Regions from separate parts of the Lactuca sativa genome. Here region 2 is linked to region 1. Evidence: chromatin contacts called from public Hi-C data. All regions are on one chromosome and are shown on one strand. The core of a region is the stretch at or near the end of the contact, and the rest is flanking DNA. Distances in the headings are between cores, read along the strand shown. Region 1 holds the start of LOC111901400. Region 2 holds the start of LOC111901403 (DUF724 domain-containing protein 2).

Evidence for each region. Hi-C and Micro-C count contacts between places; a contact is called where the count stands out from the background.
Region 2: a Hi-C map of leaf shows a contact between it and region 1, with 5 times the contacts expected there. The contact joins the promoter of LOC111901403 here to the promoter of LOC111901400 in region 1. A contact is called at or near these places in 3 of 4 Hi-C or Micro-C datasets (leaf and seed).

The regions. Positions count from the first base shown.
Region 1 is chr3:176,461,242-176,468,632 of Lsat_Salinas_v11, forward strand. LOC111901400 reads right to left here and starts at 3,114. Exons shown (of 9, transcript XM_023897245.3): 1 at 2,440-3,114; 2 at 1,930-2,004; 3 at 1,490-1,804; 4 at 1,258-1,393; 5 at 1,021-1,183; 6 at 563-688; 7 at 295-489; 8 at 100-222; 9 at 1-13. The coding sequence starts at 2,686.
Region 2 is chr3:176,856,454-176,863,844 of Lsat_Salinas_v11, forward strand. LOC111901403 (DUF724 domain-containing protein 2) reads left to right here and starts at 3,440. Exons shown (of 6, transcript XM_023897248.3): 1 at 3,440-3,737; 2 at 6,885-7,339. The coding sequence starts at 3,683.

The sequences.
Region 1 (7,391 bases), core at 1,864-4,363:
CAGCCTTAGTTCCCTGTTACAAAAATTAATAAAAATATCGTTTTAGAATTTAAAAATCACCCAAAACAATTATTTTAAAAAAAAAATTAAAAAAAATACCTGAATTGTGAGACCGAAATCTAGGATACAATGTTTTAGTCTCTGTTGAAATGCTTCAAACCCTTTTCTTGAAATGTAACTGAATCTATGCATATTTAGGTCGATTTCAAAGTAGTTTTCTCCCTGTGTATAATACCGATATCAATTACTATTCAATTCGCATACTACAAAGTAAGGGTATAAACGTAATTTTACCAAGAAAAATTCATGTTGAGGGCGAGAGAGAACGGGTTTTTCATTATACGCGTTCATGAGTTTTCTTTCAGCTGAACTTAAATGAAGATCTTCTAAATTTGTTACGCGACCCAAAATCTTTAATCTTTCTCTACATGGTGAAATCGTGTCTACAGGGAATCCTTTCACTCTTTCCACCTCATCATCGATTATTTTCTGTATTTGAAAAGGTATTTAAATCAATATATAGTGGAGTGAAAAAAAGGTTTGTGAAAAATGACGATTTTACCCTTATGTTTTCCTGAAAATGGATTGGGAGTTGTTCGTAGTTTTCAGAGATTTTGAAGTAGAAAACAAAACTCATTCCTTCTCCATCGTATTCATGTTGAAATATTGCAGGGGGGTATAATGGTATCTGCACAAAATTCAAGGAAATTATTATCTTCGAATAAGTTACGATTTTGGTCCCTGAGTTTCACACATTTTTACAGATTTTGTCTCGAAAGGAAACGGTTTTTGGATGTGCATTTTGAAATGAATTATTGCGAGTACAATAATCGAAAAGGGACAGGTAGGTAATTTTGCATTTATATCATAATCAATTTTCTTTCAACAACTTGTTATCTGCTTCTCGAAAATCCAAATCCAATCATTTTGATATCAAAATAATCAGACAATCATACTTATAATAGTCAATTTTAAAGATATTTAAACATCAAAGTTTAAAGAATCAAGAAATCGACATACTTGAAGATTTACAACAAGTAGATGAGGGATTTTTCCAGATGATTCAACTTTTGGAAGTTCAAGAAATCTTGCAATATGATCAATTTTACGAGGAGATAAGAAAACATCAACACCAATTGGGTAAAAAGCAGCTTGATTTGAAGCATTTTCTTTCTTTTTATCTCTGTAAAAAGAAAAAAAAAGAACAATGTGTAAAAACTAAAAAGTAAAAACTCTTATGTTTATAATTATTTATACCTTATATAATTATGTCCTCTGACTTTAAAAGTATTTGGATCAAGCGTTGACCAACAATCAGACATTTTCTTCTCTATTGGACAATATGGAACTTGAGACCCTGCAATTGGTCTTTGCAATATAGCTTTTGGTGACACTGAAACATATAAAAACATGTAACAAATATTTAAAACAATAACTAAATGCTTTATATTTGTATAATAATCATAATATTGTTATAAGTAAGTCTTACAAATTGAAAGATTTGATTGGCCTTCACGCCATTTAAAAGAAAGTCTTGAAGTTACTTTCTTTTTAGCACTTTGAGGACTTGAACATGATGATTTGCTCTTTACATCTGTTGAGGTTGTGCAATTAAGACATGGAAGACAATTATTTTGTAATCCAAAAATGTGAGATCCGTTTTCGTATCCAGCTGATGTGGCGACAGGTGGCAGGTCATTCGGTTTTGTTAGTGATTCAGAGGTTGAAAAGGAAGCACCATTGACATGATCAGAAAATCTTGGAGTTACTGATGCACTAATGGAACTGCTTTGAGATACAGTATCTGGGAATTTTTTTTTTTCAAGAAAATCATAATTAGTGAATTTTCAGATGGTTTTTAAGAAAACCCATGAATCAAAATCAAAACTTTAGTAATTTTAGTAAAAATCTTTGACAAAAACTTCTTACCATCTTGAATGCTGTAAAAATCTTCATCGCCATCAGATTCAATCCCTGTTGCAGTATCAAACCATTCTGTACTTCCTGATGAAAATCAAATAATTTAAGATGATTGTTTTTTTTTTGATCTATTTAAAGTACAGAAGAAAGAAATTTAAAGATGGGAATCAAGAGTGGACCCTAATTCTGAGAGTTGAAAGGAACCCTTTTTAATTAATATGGTAGCTACCAATTGACATAGCCTTTAGAGGGGTTGTAGGGGTATTGGGATAAAATCATAAAAGTCATAATTTCAACTTGAAGAATGAAGAATCATAATAATGTAATCAGATACCCAATTAAAGCTATGAATGATTCTCAGATTCTTGAATCATCTCTTTGCAGCTGCTTTAAAAAAAAAGTAATAAACAGTTTTTACCAAGCAATGGTCAACTAATGTAGGTGTAAATCAGAAACCCTAATCTGAAACTGGATGTGGATTGAAAATCTGAAAGTGACAAAAGGAGATTTTGAATTTACCTTGAAATGTAGGGTTGCGATAAGAACGATCAATGGAATTACAGGCATCAGCAGAAGGATCAACTTTGCTCCGAGATGAATAGCGATTAGTAACACCGTTTGTTTTCTTCCTCCCTAATCTTCTTCTTCTTCTTTCACGGACTTTCGGTATTGCGTCTCCATCTGAACGATCTTCATGTTTCTTCTTCTTCCGAGAACCGAATCCAACTCGCACGCAACCGGTTTCCTTCGATCCGCATACTCCCATTTCTCCTTCTCTGTTTCTCACACAGACGTTACCTAAACACCCAGGGGAGCAGCAGGAGCGGTATATGATCAATCTGATCTGGGTATTCAAAATTGGTGATGATAAAAGCTGGAAATGGATTGAATACGGATGGATTCGAACAAATGTGCCTACGCGTTTCACCAATCTATAGATATAACAAGACGTATGTATATACCGTTACGCGAAATGAATCGAAAACCTAAATTAGTTTGGGGATACGAGAACTGGATGCTCAAAAAGCTTGATAATTGCTTCGACCTACAGTGTCAACAAGATGATCAGCAAAGCAAAGCAGCTATCTGATGCTTCGAGAGATAGGGTAGGGTTTTTATTAATCTGGTAGCTCTGCTCCACCATTATTGTCTGGATTTCTTGATTTTTTTTTTTTTTTTGGAGGAGAAGATGGATTACCCGAAACCTTTTCAATGTAAACGACTTTTATTTTTTAAAATTATAGAAGAAGATGAAAACTTAAAAAAATATGTACTATATATTTATTCAATATCAACAATTACCAACTAAACTGCCGTTCAAAAAAAAAATCTAAAACAATTTCATGTAACAAAATAAAATAAAACAATTTTGTGTTTGTAATGAATAAATATATAGATTTCGGAATTTTTTTATGAAGGTTTTTCTATATAAAATAATAAAATAATTACAACTGAAATCTTATACTAATAAATGAAAAAAAAATGTTGTATGTATCTATGTTATTTTTAATTAAATTTTACCACAAGATGTTTTATAGGTGTTTTGTTTTTTTATTATTTCTTTTATTTATTATTTATGTAATAAATGTTTTACAATTTCAAGAATCCAATTGACTCGTTTTCTTTACAAATTCAGTAATTACTCATTTTCTTAGTAAGTTCAAAATTTCCAAATTCAAATAAATTTTTAAAATTTGTGATTGATGATTTTTTTAAAATATGTCAATGGTTTTTTTATTTGTATAAATTGAAAGACATACTTATTTAAACATGATTAATATTTACATATTAATATTTGATATTTTTTAATCAATCCATGTAATATATGAGTCTCACAATTAGTTAATTATGAAATATGTCATATTTTGTCCATTTTATGGTTTAGTTAATATATTTAAGTTATTTCATTAAAAATCATCTAAGTTTGATATTTTTTCTATATTATCAATTTTGGTATGTTGCAACTTATTAAGACGTTACCATAGAAAATTGCCAACTTTAATGCTTTTATGAAAATTTTGATTAACTTTGATACACTAAAGTTAGTTTCTATTTTAACTAGTATAGCACAACAAAATGGTGGATATAAAAATTATCAAATTTGGATGGTTTTTCTTAACTAAACTTAAATATAATAATTAAACCACAAAATATAATGAGTTATATATATATATATATATATATATATATATATATATATATATATATATATATATATATATATATATATAGGGTTAGTTATTTTGTTTTCATTATCTATTGTGTGCATGTATGACTGATTCTGGACCAATCATTTTAGTTATTTTAAGAAAGTAATTAATGCATATTACATGTTGAAGATATAATGAATATTAATTACATCTTTAGCATTTAATATACATTAATTACTTTCTTAAAATAACTAAAATGATTGGTCCAGAATCAGTCATACATGTACATAATAGATAGTGAAAACATTTGAACCTAACTATATATATATATATATATATATATATATATATATATATATATATATATTTGAATTGTTAATGAATTAAATAAATATTTTCGGGTTGGCAGTGAATTAAATATGTAAATGCGGGATATCTTTTGTTGAAAGTTTTTCTATTTATTACAAATAATTAATATCGTTGAGGAAAACGAAACGTGAGAATAGACTATATTATTATTAGCATTGTTACTAATTATAAATGAGATACATTTGCGTCGGTTTGAGTTTAATCTAACAAATAAATAACAATAAATATATAATATTTTTTTTTTGGAAACGGCTATCGATTTTATAAAAGAGTCACACCTAGCAAGAAACTAGATGAGCCCAGCAAGAAAAATACAACAGAAAGATTACATGAGAGAAAAGAAGGAAATATAGAAATACACCACTTAAAAATGAGCAAATGGAGACACGATCCAATCACACCACCGAATATGCCTCATTGATCCCCTATATTTTAACCAATAGAGAACCAATTCTTGTATGTCATCCATAACCTGAGTCGGCCTCCTTTTCACCTGGTTGAAGATCCTCTCATTTCGGGCTTTCCAAATACTCCAGATCATGCCATAACATATCAGCGTAAGTATTCTCCGCTTCTTCGTGCACTGGCTCCAATTGGCTACAAAGTGTAAGAGTGTGTCTAAGTTATCGATACCTCCTGGATTGATACCACACCAATTCATTATCCAATTTCGCACACTAACTGCAAACTCGCACTGAATGAGAATATGGTCTACAGATTCAACACCATTTAGACAATACCCACAAATTATTGAGGGTATTTGAACACCTCTACCTTCCAATGCCTGTGCTGATGGGATTCTGCCCCATTTGGCCCACCAAATGAAACACAACACTTTGAGTGGGACTTCTTTCAACCATTCAATTCTAGGTCCTGGTAAGGTGGGGGTAAATTCGTCCATTTTTTTCCGGAGATCCTCCACCGTATACAACCCATTCGTACCAATTTTGCAACTCCAAGTGTCCAATCTGTTTGATATACGAAATTTCCCCAAAGATCCTTCAAGATGTATTAGGTTTCGATTCAGATCTGGTGCCATGGGATCCGATTTCCAATTCCATGTGAATCCATCACCTGATATGCGTTCATTGACTAAACAACTTTTCCTGCATTCAATATTGAACAACTCCGGAAACCTTGATTTTAAGGTCTCGTTTCCCCACCAGGTATCTAGCCAAAATAACGTATCTTGTCCATTCCCAACCTCCTTTTTGAAAATGTCGTTAATTTCCAGTCCTACTTTGTGAATCTCATTCGAGACCCCAGCTATGTTATTCCACACTCCGCTAATGTTCTTTAAAATGATAATTGAAACATATATGATTGTTTACTTAAATAGAACGAAGTTTCTATTGATTTAAACAACAAACAAAAAATAAATAAATAAATAAAAATCTTTACTGATTTCCTGTTCAAAAAAAAAAAAAAAACATACAAAGACTTAGTCTAAAAGAATAACAACGATTTATGTTAAGAAACAGATTTTAAAGTAGGACTCTAGACTAAGGATAAAATTCAAGTTGCAATTCCTCCTGTACAGGTTAGAATTGGAATTAAATCCTGTTTTGGAAGGATTCAAACACTAGAAATGGATGAGACTAATTTTAAGCTTTAGCAAACAAATTTAATGTTTGATTTAGCGTGTAATTGCATTTCCTAAACTCGTATTGAGCTAATGAATCCAAAACATGTGACTAGTATCTTCTAGGGAGCTAATTGATGGTTTCAATCTTTCAATGGAACTTCAATGAAATCTTAAGCTTAGTTTATGATATGATCAAATAAAGGCATTGGGCTTCAAGGAAATAAGGTTTAGACCCTATTGGATGTTGATACATTTGGTTATGTGATTTAAGCCTTTGGTTTGTGTCTTGAAGTCAATGGGTAAAATGGGAAGAGTGATATTTCAGATTTCTTTCATGAATTAAGGATTTTAGTACGGTATGTTTTAAGTCAAAAGTAATTAGATGGAGTTGTGTGACTCTTCAATACCTTTATGTGCATAGAAAGAACGTTGAAAACGGAGTTGAAACGAAGAAATTATGATTGTTTGAAGTTAGAGTGAAATTGGGTGAAAACCCGTCTTCACGAGGTGACATAAATGTGGCACGGCATGAGAGTCCTCACAAAATGACAAGCAACTTGTCACGAGGTGAGAACTGTGCAGCCCAAGCCTACGAAAATTTTAAGGTTTTCAAGGTATTTAAAGGTAACGATTCATGTTTTAGGCCATTTTCTTAGTCTCCATCATATCTAGAACCCCTTGGGAGAACCCTACCCTCCATTTTCAAAGATTTGAGCCTTTTCTCTCTTCTCTCATCCATTTTTGGAGTTTTTTTTTTTGGTTTTAGAACAATGTTTTTCATGCAAGATTGATCATTGAAGCTTGGCAGTTAAAGATCTCAACTTTCATCTACCTTCTAGACCTTTTTAAGTTATAAGGTACAAGCTTTATTGCATTTCATCTTGGATCTAAGTGTATTTGGTGTTTTGGTCCATTTTAATGAGTTTTGAGTGAGAGTTGAGAATAAATTTTGAAACTTTATTACTCTCCTAAGTCCCAAGAACATTGTATGTTTTAGATATGGACTACAATACCTTTTGATCAATTTATAATGTTTTATGGGACCTCATGAACTAGGAAAGTTTTGATCTTTTTCCTTCCCTTTCAGCAATGCAAGTTATCTTGGTCATTTAGGTCATTTTGGTGTATTAAAGTTTAGATCTTAAAAGCTTGAGACATTATTATGGATAAAGTTGGAAACTATATCCATCTATATATCATGTTGATTCAAATTTGAAGATTGGGGACTTGGACTTAATGGATTTAGCTGAGAAAGATGCATTCTTGGTTCCTTTGAGACTTAAAGACTAGATCTTGGTTGTTTGTGTTGGATTAGGCGTCTAAGCCCATAACTATAATTGGTATGTATTTGACCCGATAGTAGCATG
Region 2 (7,391 bases), core at 2,190-4,689, 400 kb after region 1:
TATCGACGCAATTTCAAGACACAATTCACAAATCAAAACATCAAATAGATTCCAATCGATTATGAAACCAATAAACGATGTGCAATAACGTTCGATTTAAAAAAAAATTGACTCAATATCATAAACAAGAATGAGATTGAAAATTTAAGTCGAATGGAAATCGGAAGATATGACATGCACAGATTTGAGAATAAAAAAAAATGAAACGAATCAGTAACAGCGATTGACAATGATTTTGATGCCAATTAATTCCGGCAAACAAATTTTATTTGATTTTGATTTGAAATCAATATCAGATGTGAATGAATCGATGAAGGATTTCCAAGACTTGAGTCCGTCAATACATAATTGCAATAAATCTGGACTAAACTTTGAATGAACAGTGATTGGATCATTATATTTGTTATTGGGCTTTAAAACGAGATCATGAACAGTAAGTTGAATCGGATCTTATTTGAGATTTTGGGCTAAAACAAGTTTGATGAATAGAATTGAAATCAATTTTGGGCTCAAAATCATACAGTGTTTTTAGGCTTGATCAAAAAAAAAAAATATTGGATCATCAATGGGGTTTTTCAAGAAAAATTTGATCCAACGAGACAAACGATCACAAATCAAAAACGTTAAGCACGAATCAAATATTATGAGAGATCATAGAGAGAGACTCACCAAAATTATTCAAGTTGCGACAAAAATTGCCAAACCGAGAATCGTTCTTCAAAAGTCACGTTGATCGTGAAAACCAAGCTGTGATACCAATTGTACTGGTGTTGATTATGATGGCATGTGCGAAATTAGAAAGATCTAGTGATTCATCATTCAAATTCAAGAACACAAGGAGTAAATAAATCTTTGTAAGCTCTTATTAGATCTAGAAAGATTATACAAATGAGTTTGTATACAATTTCTCTCTCTAGTATAACACTCCAAATGGACTCTTACATAATGGGAGTCACTCACTTCCTGTTTATAGGAAAGACTCAACCCATTTACACATACAAAGAGGAAAGCCTAAAACACTACATCCAAGCATGACTTTGCACCCTAACATTCTCCCCCTCAAAGTTAGGATTGGATGTCCGGCTTTAATATCCAACGAGCTAGCGCGATCAAGACCAAACTCCCCCTCGAAGTAACACCGGTCTTCAAATCCACAAATGAATATTCGACAAACCCGAAAAGCTTCGAATACCCATCATTCTCCCCCTTTTTATAATCAAAAAATGATTATAAAACTCACTAAGGATGATAAGCGCCCAAGGAATAGTCTTCACAATACTCCCCTTGATGTGTACCAAAAATGAATCACCAAAAATCTTGCACGGAAAAACAATCACGAAAAAGCCACAAAAAAATTTCCAATTTATGAAAAATTTATGACTTTTCGGGTGAAAGTTGCAAGATTTTTCAAAAATCGGGTAGATTTTTCAAAAAAATTTCCAATTTATGAAAAATCTCTCAAATCGCTAAGGCACTTTAGGGTTTCTCTCTATGGACTGATGGGTGCAAATGACGGCCATAAGGCCCTTTAAATAGGTCCCAAACCCGAGAATTTAGGGTTTCATTAAACAGCGTGGACTCGCCGAGTCCAGACGAATCCCGCGTCCAGAATCGCGACCCTACTCGGCGAGTCTGAGCTCCAACTCGCCGAGTCCCCTCTCAAAACATCAAAAATCAAAACAATAAAGATACCTGGAAATCCGGGCTGTTACACTTAAATAATCATTTCTCAATTTTTCGTAAATTCATAAAATCAATATCGAAATCTGGAGAATTTAATCGAGTAGTAGTTTACATCTTAAAATTGTGTATTAGAAACATAAATGTTTTTGTATAAAACTAATCGTAAAAAAAAACAATTACTAAAATAAATTATTTGACAACCGTCGAAAGGAAAATACTCACAAATCAAAAATGATTTGCTAAAAGTGATTATTTTTCTACAGGCTATCGTTCAATGAAATACTATTCATCGTCTGACGAAAAAGAACTAATAACCGAAAGAAGTTAATTGTTGTTGCTACATTGCGCTGATACTATTCGTCGTTGCAAAACCAAACGATAATAGTATGAGTGTTCCTAGAAATTAGGGATGTCAAAAAGTCTCATGAGACATCGTTCCTGTGGGGGCCCGTCTGGTATGGGGATATTTGTTTGAAAACATCGGGGGTGGGGACGGGGGCAAGGTAAACATCCGTTTTAATTTTGTGGACGGACAATCCCGTCTCGAAACACCCATGGGTCCCGCTAACAAATTATATATTTACACATGGGTCCCGGAACCCCCATAGGGTTCTACTAACAAATTATATAATAAATAATATCATGATTTTGACCTGCTAAAATTCTACAAGAGACATGTTTTTAAGTTGTCTAGAATATGTAAAATTGTGCTATAAATACTATTACCTAAAAATTAGTTTCTTTTAACCCAAATAAAATGTCCCAAAAATAATGGGGGCAAGAGAACGAGGACGGGGGCAATAAGGGGAATTCGGGGGCGGGAAATGCAACCCCTACCGTTTACCCCGACATCCCTACTAGAGATATAAGAATATTAGGTATGGACAACTTGAGGTGATGTTATAACAAGAAACAACAAGAAGAGGGGGTGGTGTTCATTAGGGATGTCAAAAAGTCCCGTGGGACCCCGTTCCCGTGAGGGCCCCGTCCCGTTTGGGGGATTTTTTTTTTTTAAAAAACCGAGGGCGGGGGCGGGATCAAGGTTAACCCCTGTTTTATTTTTGGGGGCGGAGGCGGGGGTAGGCAATCCCGTCTCGAAACCCCCATGGGGCCCCCGTTTATAAATTACACATATATTTACATATGTTAATTATATAAATATAATAAACAATAACATGATTTTGAGCTTCCAAAATTCATCAAAAACATGTTTTTAAGTTGTTAGTATAATTTTTTTAAATGCTATAATTTTTTTATTTTTAACATGTAAAATACTACTATAAATAATTATTTGTTACCTAAAAAATAGCTTCTTTTAACCTAAATAACAATTTATTTTAGCTCAAAAAAAGGTAGCCCAAAATCAATCGGGGGCAGGGGTAGAAAGTCTGAATATTCCGGGGGCGGGGGCGGGGGCGGGCAAAACACTCTCCGTCCCATTTGCCCCCGTTGACATCCCTAGTGTTCATAGTGTTATAACACCCTTTTAAGAGGAGAGAGATAATTTGATAGCCAACAAATGATCATGTTTCTTCTTGTCATTGAGACAACAAAAAGCAACACAAACAAGATGCAACAAAAAAAAAGGATGATGCTTTTGATGTTACCACGCTGTTATAAACTGACACGTCAGCCTTACCGGCGTTACGATGACTCATACAACATACTCTAATATGTTTCTGGATAAAACTAGATAAAACTAATTGTGGAAAGACAATCTTACACTTAATAATGATCTTTTTTTTCTTTATTTTTTTTCTTTAGGGTTTTGTTACTTTCACTGCCGTCACTTTGAAATCAAATCGCTGCTCAATCTCCCACTTGAAATTGAAAATCGCTGCTCCTGCCTCCGGTAATCGACGGATGAGAGTCAAGCGGCTAGCCGAAGTCGGAAATCGTCTACCCTCTGAGCTCTGAACTTGGATTCGTGAAGGGGGAAAGGGAAGCTTCAAGCTCGTAATTGCCAGTCATCATCCCTGACGTTGTAATCGAACATTGCATGACGCCACCTGCCGCCGTCGACGAGCTGCTTTCTTCTCCGCCTCTGTGCTCCGGTAATCTTTTTCTTATTTTCTGATAAGTTGGTAATCTCTTTTCTGTAGTTCATAATCAATGTTTCAAACCATGAAAATGATTAATTACCATTTCTAATTCGCGATGGTACATTTTCCAATGTTTTTTTCTAAGTTTTTTCGTCTTCCAAAAACCTTTCTACAAACTTGATCATCAATCATCCAATATTCAAATGCTTTAGAAATTTGTTCATGATAGATTTCATTCCCTTAAAAAAAATCCCACCATGAATCCATACATCTCTTTACCCTTTTAACTAGCCATGGGCCCCAATAAGAAGCTTCAAACATATAGTATGGTTTCCATCGAAGGTTCTCATGGTATTGATGATTTCATAGATGTGATTTGATCTCATCTCAATGAGACTAAGTTAAATTCACCATCTCAATCCTTAAATCCCAAATTCTCAATCATACGAGTTTCTACCATTCATGGAGCCTGAAACTTTCATTTCTCCCCAAACTCCACCAAAATCAATTTACCGATTGCCTATTAAAAAATTAATATTATTTTCACCTTCACCTATTTAGCAATTATAACTACTAAATAAGCTAAAAACCAATGTTAACTCAAATAAGTTCTAAAACATGAATATTACATAACTGATTAACAATGAGAATTCAAATTATATCCGAGAAGGAAAGAAATTATAAATACATAGGTGTACAACAAAGAAAGAAACAAAACAAAGTGTAAAAAAATCTGGAAAAAGAAAAACCTTTAAAGCTGATATAGAATACTTTTCTCCTGTTTGTTTTAATTACAGTTTATGTAAAAACAAAAATTCAAGGTTACTTAAAATAGAACTTCTAACACTTCAAACCAATTTCCATCAACTAATACTTTAAACAGGAAACATAATAGAAAACTGGAACAAAAGTTGTAACACTGGATTTATGGTATAGTCAATTAAAGGAATTCTAGAATAGGAGTACAAGAATGTGGAATATAGAATCAGTTGAATCTATTGGAAGCATGGTTCTAAAAAGCATGCCATGGCGCGCCTCAAGATGTGCCATGGCGCGAGGTGTGGTGTAGCCGTTGCGAAAACGTCAAATGCGGGATTTTTAAGCGTGACGCCCAAATAACGAGTCAATGCGTGCCTTTTTGTGTTATGGTGCGAGTTTTTTTTTTTGTTTTTTCTGATCGGGCCTAAAATAATTAAGTTGTTAACTTTTTTATATTAAATAATAAATATTAATATAACACTTCTAAAAACTTGATATATTTGATAAAATTAAATCATTATATGATTTATGTTTTTTAATGTATATAAAATAGTCACACCATGAAAAACGTCATGGCTCGCTAAGTCTCGCCATGGCTTAACTTTTACCTTCCTGTCAAGCCCACACCTCACGTTATTTAGAACCTTGATTGTAAGCATTAATCAAAGCATCAAAATTCACAAACGAAATCGAAAAGGTTGTGAAGCGCAACTTTTTTTTTTTCTTGTTCTTCTGATCGATGGTTTTCCCACCAATATCGAAATCAGCGATCCAAACTCCAAATTGGGGATCCTAATCACAAATTGGACCAATTCCGATCGGAAAAAACACATTCCGGCAATTGATTTTGCCATTTTATAAAAAAATTGATTTACCAGATTAAACAAAAAAAAACTTTATATTGCTACGTTGCTTTTACCTTGCTATAAACCCCATAGCGACACACCATTGCCTCGCCTCGCTATAGTAATCATAGCGAGTGCTATTGACAACACTGAGTGAAGTTTAGGTGATCTAGAAGAAAACATCCATAGAAAACAAACATTATTATGGTTTCATTTTTCAGATTTAAAATCCACCCAGACCCTAGATACGAAAATAAGGAAGAAGAAATTCAGTGTTATCGATAGCAAGGAAATTGCGAAAACCTACCTATGACTATTTCATATTTTAACAATTATAACTAATAAATAAGCTAAAAACCAATAATATTAGATCAAATAAGTTCTAAAACATGAATATGACAAAAAAATGTGTTATTTTTAGACTCTAAAATAAGATTTACAAATCGTCCAACTCGTCGTATTCGGGCTCATTCTCCACTACTTGTTCCACAACCTCTTTATAAGCCCCAACAACATCATTTTTCCCTTTATCTTCTATCAAACGTTATCCTCTAGAGATTTTGAGCTTCTCATCCACCCCTATAGGCCTATAGCCTTTGCAGTTACATCCCTTCTCAAGTCATCACCCTCAAACACGAGAACATCTTCTTCCTCCCCCAACCACTCGTTCGGATCTTGAGCGTTTGAGTCGTCCAATATATGATTGGTCAACCGTATCGCACATGTCGTACCTCCTTATCAAAGTCCGAATTATATTTTATGTAAACTAAATCATTTAGTTTTTGTCGTTAGTTTCTTTTTTAGAATGAAGCTATAGAAATAAAATATAGCCATTAGCAAATATTATAAGTTATAATATATTTATATATTTCTAACGATTTTAAAATTAATGAGCTACTTACATGCTCAAATGCTCTCTAGTTATGCTCACACCCCGATGAGCTAAGTCTTCTACTTGTAAGACTTAGCACCTTAAATACAAACTTTTTAAGTGTCAGTGCTCACAATCTATATTGCATCCACCACTTCGCTAGTAACAAAATAAAGAAATAAGTTAAATTTTCTTAGTATCTTTAAAGCATACATATGTTATATGGTTATACATGGTGAAAGCATTATTCTCATTTTTGTAGCTATTGAAACCCCAAAAATCCCTTGTGTGAATCTTCAACTCTTCTTCTTCCGACAACAACTTATGTAATATGTATGCATGCCATCAACCCCTTAATCACCTCATTAATTTTAACCTTTTAAAACTAATATCTTGTTAAGTTAATTTTATATATGTATCTTTTCATATTGCTGAAATTAAACGCATTTGAGATAAAGTTAATTGAACATCTAATACGTACAAAAATCTCTTCAATATGGATCCTCATATTGGGTAACCCTAAAATGGCTTCTTTTTAAGCTATGAACATAAACTTATATAATAGTCTTGACTGAAACTCATTACTCAACTCTCCATTTTGCAACTTACTATTTTTTTATCTTGTAATTTTGTTCTGATTTTGTTTTTCTTTTTGGGTAAAAAAAAAAATCTGGAAGAGAACAGCAAGATTAGTCACAGTAGATGATGGTCACATTCGCCCCTCAACCCCTCCAATTAGGGATACAAATTTTGTTTTGTTAGAGAAAGTGGATGCTTTTTATGATTTTGAGTGGTGGACTGGAGTAATCACCAAAAAACTTGCTGATAATAGATATATTGTGTTTTTTAAACACAATAATAAAGAGAGAGAATTTAGTCACCTTGAATTAAAGCTGCATGTTGAATCTAACTCTGTGAAGCAGCATATAACTGAAGATAAAGCATCAATGATGAAGAGAACAAAGGTGACAAATGGTGGAATTGGAAGCAATGATAATAAACATCTCAAGTCTTGTAGTAATAAATTAAATACTGGAATCACTTTTGATGATCAAATCCTATTAGATGTGGGGCCCAGTAAAGAAGTGAACAACCTAATTGTTGGTGAAACTGAGCTTCTTTCTCGTGGAAAGAGAATGGTGGGTTGAATCAATGAATCTGTGATATTAACTTTAAGAAATGTTTTATTGA